2 separate regions of the Danio rerio genome follow, and region 1 is linked to region 2. Evidence: chromatin contacts called from public Hi-C data. All regions are on one chromosome and are shown on one strand. Each heading gives the region's core, a stretch centred on a gene start, on an enhancer-like site or on the middle of the called end of the contact. The rest is flanking DNA. Distances are from core to core; before and after follow the strand shown.

Region 1 (5,913 bases), core at 3,302-5,801, 43 kb after region 2:
TTTCTATTTTGAATTTAAAGTTAAATTTGGTTATGGTTATGTCATGTGTATTAGTTTGTTTCTTTATTAATTACGTTTGATTATGTTTACCTGTAACCTTGCTAGGAATGAAGAGACTGAATCAAATCAGCTTTATTAGGCATTAAGCTACATGTTATTACACTTGCCATTTCCCATTTGTGGTTTATTTGCATTATGCAATGAGTCTGCTGTGATTTGTTTTACTTCCCAGCAATAAATCACTCTATGAAAGATATTGGAATAAAAAAAGAAAAAAAAAACACAGCTTTTTGAAAGCTTTGCCGGAGGGATTGAACAAGCTCACCGAGCAGAAGTGAATTGTAGCACACAGAGCGATTCACCTAAAAGCACTGTCTGTCTCAATTTAGCACAGTCTGCCACCCACTGCCAACGGCTCCTCCGACAGACTTCCCTTCTCGCTACTTAGCGTGAATTAACTCCTCTCTGCAGATTGATTCAACATCTCCAATGGGCTGAAACGAGCATTGTTTTTGAAGCCCTTCAGCCACCGGCGAGCCTCTTTCACCTGCGCTGACCATCGACACTTGTTAGCTCCCCTCTTAAATGTTGTGCTCGTTACACAAATGTGCTTAGTAATGGGCTAAATTGTTTTTGTGTTTGATGTTTTTGAAGAGTTGGAGGAGCAGTATTGTTACTCAGAACTGAGCCAGGGGTAAATCTACACCCCCATCCTTCACAAACGCCAGGCTGGAGAAAGTCTTGCAGTTTATTTCATCATCATCATCACCATCATCATCATCACTACTAACACGGGGAGCGAGAGGGTGAAAAGGCTACACACACGAGCAAAAGTGTGTGTGAGAGAAAGAGAGAGAGAGAGAGAACATCTGAGAGAGAGAAAAAAGACAGGATGATCGGAAATCGAGCGAACAGAGATAAAACGTTTCTCTAGAACATGCCACTTTGTCAGTGCCGTCAAATGCTTTTGGTTTGTTTGTTTATTTCTATTTCTTCTGTTTGTTAGGTAAGTTGTTATTAAATATTATGCAGTTGGCAAAAAATAGAAACAAACACGTTCTCTTATTTACATTTAAAAATAAATCACTATCACTTTGTCAGAAAATAAATTAAGATTTAGAAGTAGTAATTTTTTTTCTTATCAGGTGTTTTTTTTAGGTGTCTCGAAACTTGCTGTTTACATTGTATTGCCAAAGAATTCATTGGTTTAGTTTAGGGACAGGTTTAGTATATTTAAAAGGGGAGTAAATAGGTAGGTTGAGCGAAGATACTGGTGTAATTACAGACATTGTCTGACATTGTCATTAAGCATAACTAATATATTTATGGAAAAAAAAAAAAAAAACAGACTCTTGTTCTGACTTGTACTTAAGATATATAAGGGGTTCATTCTGCTGTGGCGACCTTTTCCTTAAGATATATTATACATAAATATAAACAAAACAACATGAAATGTGCTAAAATGTCTTCTATCGCAATTAAAAATATCAAAAAGACCCAAAAAGAAATTATGAATGCTATCAAATACTATTTACGAGATAAAAAAATGGCAATTTAACCACAATGAGATTACTTATTTAGATTTTTTTCTCTTTAACACTTTTATATTTTTGTAAGAATATCTTTTGAAGTCAAAGGAAAATTAATGAATAAATATATACAGTCTTAATTATTAGCCCTCATACATTATTAGCCCTGAATTATTGTATATTTTTGCCAAAACACATTTCTAAATAGCTTTCATAACCAATTTCTCTAATCTTTGCCATGATGACAGTAAATAAAATTTGACTAGATATTTTTTAAGACACTTCTATACAGCTTAAAGTGACATTAAAAGCTAAACTAGGTTAATTAGGTTAACTAGGTAGGTTAGGGTAATTAGGCAAGTTATTGTATAAAATTATGGTTTGGTCTGTAGACTTAAAAAAATAGCTTAACGGGCCACATAATTTTGACCTTAAAATGGTTTTAAATTTTTTTTTATAGCTAAAATAAAACATAAAAGACTTTCTGAAGAAGAAAGAATATTACAGGAAATAATACAACATGCTTGTTTTTTTAAGGGTAGCGGCAGAATAAAGATCAATAATTGGTATTTTTGTTCTCCACTGTAATCAAATGTCATCAAATGATTCTTGTTCTAAATTTACCGAACAAGATCTTTTGGTACATAATCTACTGTTAGACTGTAGTGGGTGTCTTTTTTAAACCATAGTAAAACCTCAACAACTTTTTCTCAGAAAGAAAATTATTAATCATTCAGGACACATTTCAACTCATGAAAAAATAAAATAAAAAAATAAAGTTCTTTTAAAAAAAGAATTCAGGATAATGTCTTACCAACATAATAAGAGAAGGTCCTTTTAAGTCGATCGAAGACAAACCAGCGTTTTTTCCAGGATTTGATCTTGCCTCCCATCTTGACGAGGTGACCCTTACACATCTTCTCTGTAACAATGACATAAGCACACGTGTCCACGCTGTGGCCTGATGACTCAACATGTGATCGCAGGTCAAACTCCTCTTTTCGGATCGGCAGGTACCGTGTCATTGGCCGAGCCTGAGGAAGACAGAACGCAGATTAGCTGCCATCACAAATATTTACATCTACCTGTAAATTCAGACACACACAGTAGCAATATCAGAGATGCAACAATATATATGTAGCCATATCAGTATGGACTGTTAAAATATCAACCAATAGATTATAGATTATTCCATCTGTTTCAGATGTGTGCTGTTTTTTTTTTAACCCAGGCTCATTCTGAAAACGTACCGCTATATACATTTCTGGAGAGTGACAAATATACTTCTTTTACAGTTTTTGTTTTCACGAATCCACCAGAGGCCGTTGTGTATGCTTTTTCGTTCATTTTTGAGATCTCAAATTTCCCTCGCAAGTGCCATTCGTGCCTGCTCTTCTCACATAAATCCACCAGAGGCCGCTGTTCTCTGACTGACAGAATGACTGACCGATCGACTGACCCACCATTCTCCTTCCCTAAACCCAACCAATAGTGTTTTAAAAGCACAGATTGATCTGCCCAACCACTTCTCTAAATCCAACCAAGCAATCCAGAAAAAGAAAAGCCCTTGCCTGATTTTTACCATGTTTTCAGATTTTACCACACTCTCTCTCACCCTGTTATTTACTTGTTCATTTTTGTTTTCCATTACCGTTTTTGTCTTACCTGCTTTCTAGAACCATTCGTTGCCAAACTTGAACCCTTGTCGTGGTTAACTCCTCTCTGCATCTCAAGTCCGCAGATGTACATGGCCAGCTACTGGATAAACTGGTTACAACGGGGAAGCAGTCTATATGTAGATAGGCGGTCAGCTGGTTAGCGAGAAAAGGAACAACATCATACTGCCCCGTAGCGTTCGTTTCAAAAATGAAGTGCAGCCATGCGTAGCTCTGGCTACATAATTCACGATCTCCAGAAATGTATATAGGGTAACATATTTAGAATGAGCCTAGGTTGAATACTTGTAAAGCATTTATTATTTATAATTAAACAATAACATCATTGTGAACAATGAACACCAGTATTTTTATTACCCAACCTGAGCAAATACTGTAATTAAAGTATTGTTTATAGTTTTTTTTTCTTGTTAGTAAATGCATTGACTAACAAGAACTAATACAACCTTATTGAAAATGTATATATACGCCACCATTTCTGTACATACAATTGAAGTCAGAATTAATAATAAGACTTATATAATTTATTTATTATATAAATAATAATAATAAGACCCCCCGTTGGCATTTTTTTGTCTTATTTAAATATTTCCCAATTGATGTTTAACAGAGCAAGGTAATTTTCACAGTATGTCTGATAATATTTTTTCTTCTGGAGAAAGTCTTATTTGTTTTATTTCGGCTAGAATAAAAGCAGTTTAAATGTTTTTAGAAGCCATGTTAAGGTCAAAATTATTAGCCCCTTTAAGCTTTATTTTTTCAATAGTCTACAGACCAAACCATCCATACACAATAAATTGCCTAATTACACTAACCTGCCGAGTTAACCTAATTAACCTTGTTAAGTCTTTAATGTCACTTTAAGCTGTATAGAAGTGTCTTAAAAAATATCTAGTCAAATATTATTTACTGTCATCATGGCAAAGATAAAATAAATCTGTTATTGGAAAGGAGTTATTAAAACTATTATGTTTAGAAATGTGTTGAAAAAAATCTTCTCTCCATTAAACAGAAATTGGGGAAAAATTAAACAGGGGGGCTAATAATTTAGGGGGGCTAATAATTCTGACTTCAAATGTATATCTGTCACAATTTCCTTATCGGTGCTTCCAATATTTTTAGAGAAACATGACATGATAGTTAGTTTATCAATCAGAACAGAACATGATAGTCTCTTTCATCACAATGAAGATGGTTGATTTAAGCAGAGAAAAAGCATGCCGTTCTCAATCCATTGTTTTGCTTATGTCACTTATTTCTGTGTTTAAGCGCCGCTGTCCTCGCGGGCTGCCCTTCCCTGCCTCTAGATTCTGCTGTCTCGCTTTCACCATCTGTCTGCGCGTCTCCCCTCGTCCTCCTGCTGTGCGGAGCTGCTCTCGGTGCATTCATGCCTCCCGTCTGCCCAGTCAAGCTGAGCCAGTGACCTCATAAAGACTTTTAAAGAGCAACTCAAAACATTCAGTGACCCCCGAGCGGCTCCAGAGAAGCACACCGCTGCGTTCAGAGTTGTACACAAACACTGAAACTGTCTGTTCCAGTGTGTGCGCAGCATTACTACACTCTGCTTACATTCAAACGCCTCTATTTATAACACCAACATAATGATGCTTAGACGTGCCGATATTCCATATGCTGTGATAATGAACAGACTGAATAAGTGATTTATTTTCAGATGTTAATCTCGTCTATATTAGAATTTCTGTGACTACAGGTCTTTTGTTTGATAACTCTGTACAGTAATTCTCCATTTAACATCAGTTCATTTAACTAAAGTCAGTGTAATGACAACTACAAATGTATTTATTCATCTTTGGTCATTTTAATTTCTTAGTTAATGACTTATAACACAATATAATCTGAGTCCTATTGTATTTTTTTTTACTTTATAATAATAACTATAATATGGCTTTTTCTCACTGTTGATTTCACTGGATTAATATTTACTGATGAGACTTTTACATGTTACCTGCTATTTATTTCTTTAAAACATATTTATTCTGAACACATGTATAATAAAGCAATTGACTAATTATATGGTTAATATACATGTTAAAATAAGCTCTTTTGCTGTACTACTGTATATTGTTTGATACCGGCGTAATGATACTTTCTATAATTATATACAATATATTTTGCTAATCAGCCCATTTATAAATGTAAAAAATTAGAGGTGCTGACTTTCTGCATGTTGGTTATGTCTTGCTCAGTTTAACTGGCCACTTCAGTAGGTCACTTTATTAGGTACACCTGTCCAACTGCTTGTTAACGCAACTTTCTAATCAGCCAATCACATGGCAGCAACTCAATGCATTTAGGCCTGTAGACATGGTCAAGACGATCTGCTGCAGTTCAAACCGAGCATCAGAATGGGGAATAAAGGTGATTTAAGATTTGACTTTGAACGTGGCATGTTTGTTGGTGCCAGACGGGCTGGTCTGAGTATTTCAAAAACTGCTGATCTACTGGGATTTTCACGCACAACCATATCTAGGGTTTATAGAGAATGGTCTGAAAAATAGAAAATATCCAGTGAGAGGCAGTTCTGTGGGCGCAAATGCCTTGCTGATGCCAGAGGTCAGAGGAGAATGGCCAGACTGGTTCCAGCTGATAGAAAGGCAACAGTAATTCAAATAACCATTCGTTACAACCGAGGTATGCAGAAGAGCATCTCTGAACACACAACATATCTAACCTTGAGGCTGATGGGC
Region 2 (5,985 bases), core at 1,491-3,990:
GAGTAGTGAGTATTACGCTGCATTTACATCTAATTTGTGGATGTGTGTAAACGTAACATTCTGTAGTGCATTTAGTTAATGCCCAGCAGAGACACAACGTCATAAGACGTTAAACCTTGATTTTAGGTTGTGTTAAAAAATGACCAAAATCCAACGTCGAGCCATAATCTTAAACCAACGTCATATTGACATCAAATACTGACATTTATTTGTCAGGTATGACAACCAAAATCCAACATCTGACAGACGTCATAATGGTAACGTCCATACAACGTCAAGCTGTTACATCATGAGACATTGATATTTGGTTGATTTTAGTTTGGACGTTGAACACTGACGTACACATTTTTAAAACTACTTAGCAAATTACAATTTCTGAGAAAAACTATTCGATTACAGTAGTTTGAGTATTTGTAATTTGTTACTTTACACCACTGCTGACAATATAAGTATGCCATCACAGGAATAAAAAATGTATGTAAAATATACAGATATAAAAAACAGTTCCTATAAATCAGAGGTGTCCACACTCGGTCTTGGAGGGCCGGTGTCCTGGAGAGTTTAGCTCCAACCCTAATCAAACACACCTGAACCATCTAATCATCTCTTGCCAGATATACCAGAAACTTCCTGACAGGTGTGTTGAAGCAAGTTGGAGCTAAACTCAGCAGGACACCGGCCCTCCAGGACTGAGTTTGGACACCCCTGCTATAAATTGTAATAATATTACTTATTTTATTGTATTTTTTACCAAATAAATACAGATTTGATTAAAACAATAAAGCATCTGACAAAACTCCAAACTTTTTAAAAGAAATGAGTACATATCAATACCTCAATGATGCCATTAAAATATCATATGTATTTTTTATTAAATTAATAAATTATAAATTAAGTTTTAAAAATAAATGTAAAAGAAAAAACAGATCAACTAATATCTGCAGTTACAGTGCTCGGCATAATTGAGTACACCCCATTTTGAAAGTGAATATTTTGATCCATTTCTCAGTGAATATAGGCAATGTATTTCGGTGCATTTAAACAAAACAGATAAACAGATGTATTTATTCAAATAATTGAATTGCTTTTCTTGATTTTTCCTCTTTTTAAAATTTGTATTTAATATTTTTTATAAGATATAAATTTAGGTGTTCTAGTTTTTAGACCGTTATCATAAGTTATTTTGTTAGTTGAGCTCCAAATTTGGCTTTAGTACTGACTAATCTAATGTATATGCACAAATATAATATTGTAAAGCTTCCTATTAAACATATAAATGTAAAAGAGAGATTTGTGAGGGGTGTACTTATATGTGCTGAGCACTGTATATACAGACTTTTTTTTTCTTTTTTTTTTTCAAGGAATAATAATAATCTGATTTTACACTCCAAACTCACTCACTCACACATTTTCCTTCAGCTTCAGGATGTTGTATCAGGGGTCACCACATCAGAATGGACCACCAATACCCCAAAATATTTATGACATTTTATTTAAATGCAGAAACATATTTTTAAATAAATTAATAGATGGAGCAAAACCCATTTAAGTGAAAATATTACTAAGCAATGATGTTTCTCTATGCTACAGAGAGACCCATGGGATCAGCCATCAGAGGACTCGGTCAATCAGACAGAAGTCTTATGTCCTGAGGCTGCAGCCCCCGTGGCAGACTCACCATCCCTAGCTGGGCCTGACTCAGGCAGTTCCTCTCCGTACCGTCTGACCTCTGGTCGGAGTGGGAGCTCCATCCCATCCAGCTCTCAGCCATATACTCTACAGCCTCTGGAGGACGTCCCATACACAGCACCATCTTACACCTCTGCCTCCAGCTACTCCTGCCCACCGTACATGTCGACTCCTGGAGATCTGGCTGTGGTGAAGATGACAGCCGTCACTTCAGAGGAGGCCAGTGGTGGAGTGGTGTCTCTCAGTGACACTACATCCTGGGCTAAAGATGATGGAACAGGATCCTGGTTGTCATATGAGACCAGAAGAGCTTTTTAAGAGGCCTCAATGACAATTACAGGACTGTGGACTAATCATTTTGCAATTATGCAGCCTCTCTATTCTTACACAAAAGGAGATTATATAGATTCATCATAACGATGAAATGCTGGTCATAAAAAACTGCATACCACATATAGATACAGTAAAACATGTGCTGTTAGTCTAGTTAATTCATGGTTTAATTGTGCATTTTTTAATTTCCAAGCGTTTTAGAATAAATTAGAGGTAATGCTCCATTTCCCCCTCTTTCTTACAATTCCAAGTGTAATATTACTCCCAAAAACGTACATTTTGACTGGAAACATAACATAAACCAACATTTTTCTGCTCAACAAAAATGGTAGCTCTTTGAAAAAAAACGTGAATTTGAAAAATAAATATGTTTTGGTTTGAAGAAAGTCTGTTATCTTCATAGAACAGAAGATCAAGAGCAGCTGTTCTGACACTGAACTCACCCCTCGACACGAGCGCTGTTGTCAGGACGCCACCGTGTTGATAAGTGAAGGCCCCCTTAGTGACAGGAGTGAATGAGGACACGAACACATCGCCTGTTCAAATTTCGCTCAATTTAGTCTATATACCGCTTTTAAATCATACGTTTTCAACCAATTAAAATATAAAGCTAATAAAAGTATAAACGAATGTTTTCAAACACACCCGTCTCAATAAGTTTTTGGGTTTTGTAGTAACTTTTAAAAGGGCTTCTACTGGTTAGCCACCACGTTGCTAGGCGCTTTTTGTTTTTGTTCCTCTGGACAGCAGCGCACGTCAAACTTTCTGAAGTTTGCTCAATCTTTGCGATCGTGTTAATCTTAAACTCCGTTTATCTTGATGACACCTACTAGTATTGGGTTTATGTTTAATTCTGTGCTCGGAAGTAGGAATGAAAATATAGACGTTGTTTTGCAGTAACGTTAGTCATAAGGATCAAATGAGAAAGTTTCCGCTGTTCACTAGCTTACCCTACTGCTTCGTTTAGCCCTAGCCTGTCATGCTTTCATTTGCTGTTCACTTGCGAAACGATCAATGAGGAGAAAACGGTCTAAGTTATGTGCTTAGCGGTACGTTTTATTCACTGAGCAACGTTTGTGCGTTTTTGCAACGTTAGTTACCTGTAAAGTCTTCGTCTCTGTCAACGTCGCTGGAGATGGATCAGTACCATATTTTGGAGGTTATCGGAGAAGGGTCATTCGGACGAGTGTACAAAGGTCGCAGGAAGTTCAGCGGCCAGGTGAGCGCTGCGTTTGCGTCAGAGGTTTCAAAAAGATATCTGTCTGTCTATCTATCCATCCATCATCCAGCCATCCATTCATCCATCCATCCATCCATTCATCCATCCATCCCATTTCTACAATAAAAGACAAACCTTATTAGGTAGAACGTATTTGGTATACATTTATTTTTTAATTAATTTGTTTGTGTCGTTGTGTGTGTGTTTATATTACTTTTTTTTTCAATTTAAAATTGTAAAGATTTTTTGTTCATGAAACTACTTCAGGTTATCATCTATACACACTTAAAGATATAGTTCATCATCATGCCATCAACAAACAGGGTTCATACGGTCATAAAATATCTGGAAAAGTCATGGAATTTTGACATGGCATTTTCCAGACCTGAAAAAGTTTTGGAAAAACAGAAAAACCCACAGAGTTTTAGAAAAAGTCATGAAAGACAAATATCTGTATACTTGAATATAGGTTAGTTGTCTTGACTTCTATTATGTCCTTGGCCAATCACATACTCTCACATTATGAGTGCGGTGTAAGCATTATCTAAATCAATTTTACATAGACATAAATTGAAACTAAGTAGATTGCTGCGTATTTTACGATATGCTGTAAGAAATTTGAACATGCTTTGTATTTTTTTACCATGCATATGTAGACATTGCATGAAACATTAGGTCATGATACTTGAAAGTCTTGGAAAAGTCATGGAATTTTAGTAATAAAAATGTGTATGAATCCTGAAAAGTATGTGACATTTATCCTTAAGTAGAATAGAAAACAATGAAAAAAACCCAAAAAAATAGTACTGAACACCTGGTTCATGGTGATACATAACACGCAGGTCAACAGCTAACGTTACTAACATTTTTAGAGTCAAAACAACATGACGCATGAGCTGACAAGCTTTTTACAAGCTTTTATATAGTTGGAAGCATTCATAATAAGCAAATTCATAATAGCGTTTTGGTGGACAGTACATCACACGCACGTCCTATTTAACAAACTCAATTTGTTTAAGTGCCCACGCATATGACTTTATATACAACCAAAAGCTTTGTTGTATATGCTCCGAATGGTTGTGAATGCTCCAAGGACCCTTTGGAGAAGCTGTAAATTTAAGGTAAGCAATGTTCAGTTTCTTGGACAGACTGATCGATTTGACTTTTAAGACCTCGTGTGTCATTAGGGCCTACAAGTATTCATTCAAATATGTTTTTGTAAGACTTTCAAAGTGGCGATGGCATTTAATGAATCACCAAAGACCACAGCTAAAAAAAATTACTAAAGAGAGAAGTTACATATGCTTAGAACACCCCAAGGGTGAATTATTCAACAGCTCAAATTCCCTTTAAAACACTTCTTTCTATCAGTTATAGCAGTAAATCTCTTTCTGTGAATAACATCAGCCATTTTTATTTTCTAGGTTGTGGCTTTGAAGTTCATTCCCAAAGTTGGCCGCTCAGAGAAGGACCTGCGCAGTTTGAAAAGAGAGATTGACATCATGAGGGGGCTTAAGCATCCCAACATAGTGCTGCTTTTAGACAGTTTTGAGACAGAGAGGGAGGTATGATTGTCACAGCCTGCTCTCCAAAGTCATGTTACATTTTCTACTGTTGCATCTCTGTTCTTATAACCTGGTGCTTCCAGTATAACGGCTTGTTGAATTGATACATAGCTCCCAGGGTTCAGGATTTTAACATTCAAATCTCCAGGGAACGATTCTTGTTGGCAAAATGTAATATATGTTTAGACGTTGGGATATTGGCATTGGTACAAATGCAGTAAGCGTGGGACTTTGATCGTCCCATAAAATGTTTAACTGAATAAAGAATTGGGTAAAAAAAACTGAATTTGTGTGTCAGAGGAATAATTACAGCATGTATTCCTCTGGCAGGTGGTGGTGGTGACAGAGTATGCAGAGGGGGAACTGTTTCAGATCCTGGAGGATGACGGGAGTTTACCTGAGAAGCAGGTACACATGGTGGCACTGCAATGTTTTAGATTTGTTGTTTAGGGCAGTGTTTCTTAACTATGTTCCTGGAGGACCACCAGCTCTGCACGTTTTCCATGTCTCCTTAAACAAACACACTTGATTCAGATCATCAGCTCATTAGCAGAGACTGAAGACCTGTAAAGCTGTGGTCACACTACACTTTTCTCCCCACAGACTTCCATTCATACGCACACAAATGCGTCAGACCGAAAACGCAAGGTCATGTAGTTTTGTAGTTCGCTGCATTGGAAAGTTCAAGCTTGGTGAACTCTGACCTGCAGAATCGCATCACATGATTGCGTGAGACTAATCGAGGATCAAAACATGACCTCTATGGACAGGAATTTAAAACATGGACCAATCACTCGCTTTTTTTTTTTTTCAAGAGTTCACACTTAGCTGATGATTGATAATTAAGCTAGTTTGGCGTGCTGTCCCGGGAGAGAGCCCCGAGCTTATAAGATCCTCGAGCCCTGGGCTCCCTCCCGATGCAAGGCGAGAGGGGAGTTTGAGCTCAGGTAGATCTCGATGACTCCCCCTCTTGCTTGTTGTAGCTAAGTGTCAGATATGGATGCTGAAAGGTGTACTCAGAGTTTAGCTAAAGTATTTGGATTAATTGTTTAGAGTGCTTGTTTTTGAACTGTGGGAGGAAACCGGAGGACCCAGGAAAAACCCACGCGACCACAGGGAGAACAAGCAAACTCCGCACAGAAATGCCGTCTGGTTTGAAAAGAAATTAAACCAGGGGCA

Evidence for each region. A called contact is a pair of places that touch in the nucleus more often than the background predicts.
Region 1: a Hi-C map of embryo shows a contact between it and region 2, with 1.5 times the contacts expected there. The contact joins the enhancer-like site here to the promoter of stk36 in region 2. A contact is called at or near these places in 3 of 18 Hi-C or Micro-C datasets (caudal fin, embryo and hematopoietic stem cells) and 1 of 4 datasets of contacts at active chromatin or transcription factors (gastrula embryo).

What each region holds. Positions count from the first base shown.
Region 1 is chr5:31,047,585-31,053,497 of GRCz12tu, forward strand. It overlaps phldb1a (pleckstrin homology-like domain, family B, member 1a), which reads right to left. Exons shown (of 19, transcript XM_073952263.1): 17 at 2,344-2,563. It overlaps LOC141385829 (a long non-coding RNA gene), which reads left to right. Exons shown (of 4, transcript XR_012406903.1): 2 at 390-568; 3 at 655-806; 4 at 4,475-5,913. Among named protein-coding and RNA genes, the nearest start is that of atf5a, 15 kb to the left of the region's middle. Within about 2 kb of position 4,552, at least 21 of the 62 cell types and tissues checked have an H3K27ac peak or open chromatin away from gene starts, as enhancers often do.
Region 2 is chr5:31,006,739-31,012,723 of GRCz12tu, forward strand. It overlaps stk36 (serine/threonine kinase 36 (fused homolog, Drosophila)), which reads left to right and starts at 2,741. Exons shown (of 20, transcript NM_001077571.2): 1 at 2,741-3,241; 2 at 4,666-4,806; 3 at 5,137-5,214. The coding sequence starts at 3,158. It overlaps zgc:158412, which reads left to right. Exons shown (of 5, transcript NM_001080025.2): 5 at 1,591-2,404. The coding sequence ends at 2,007.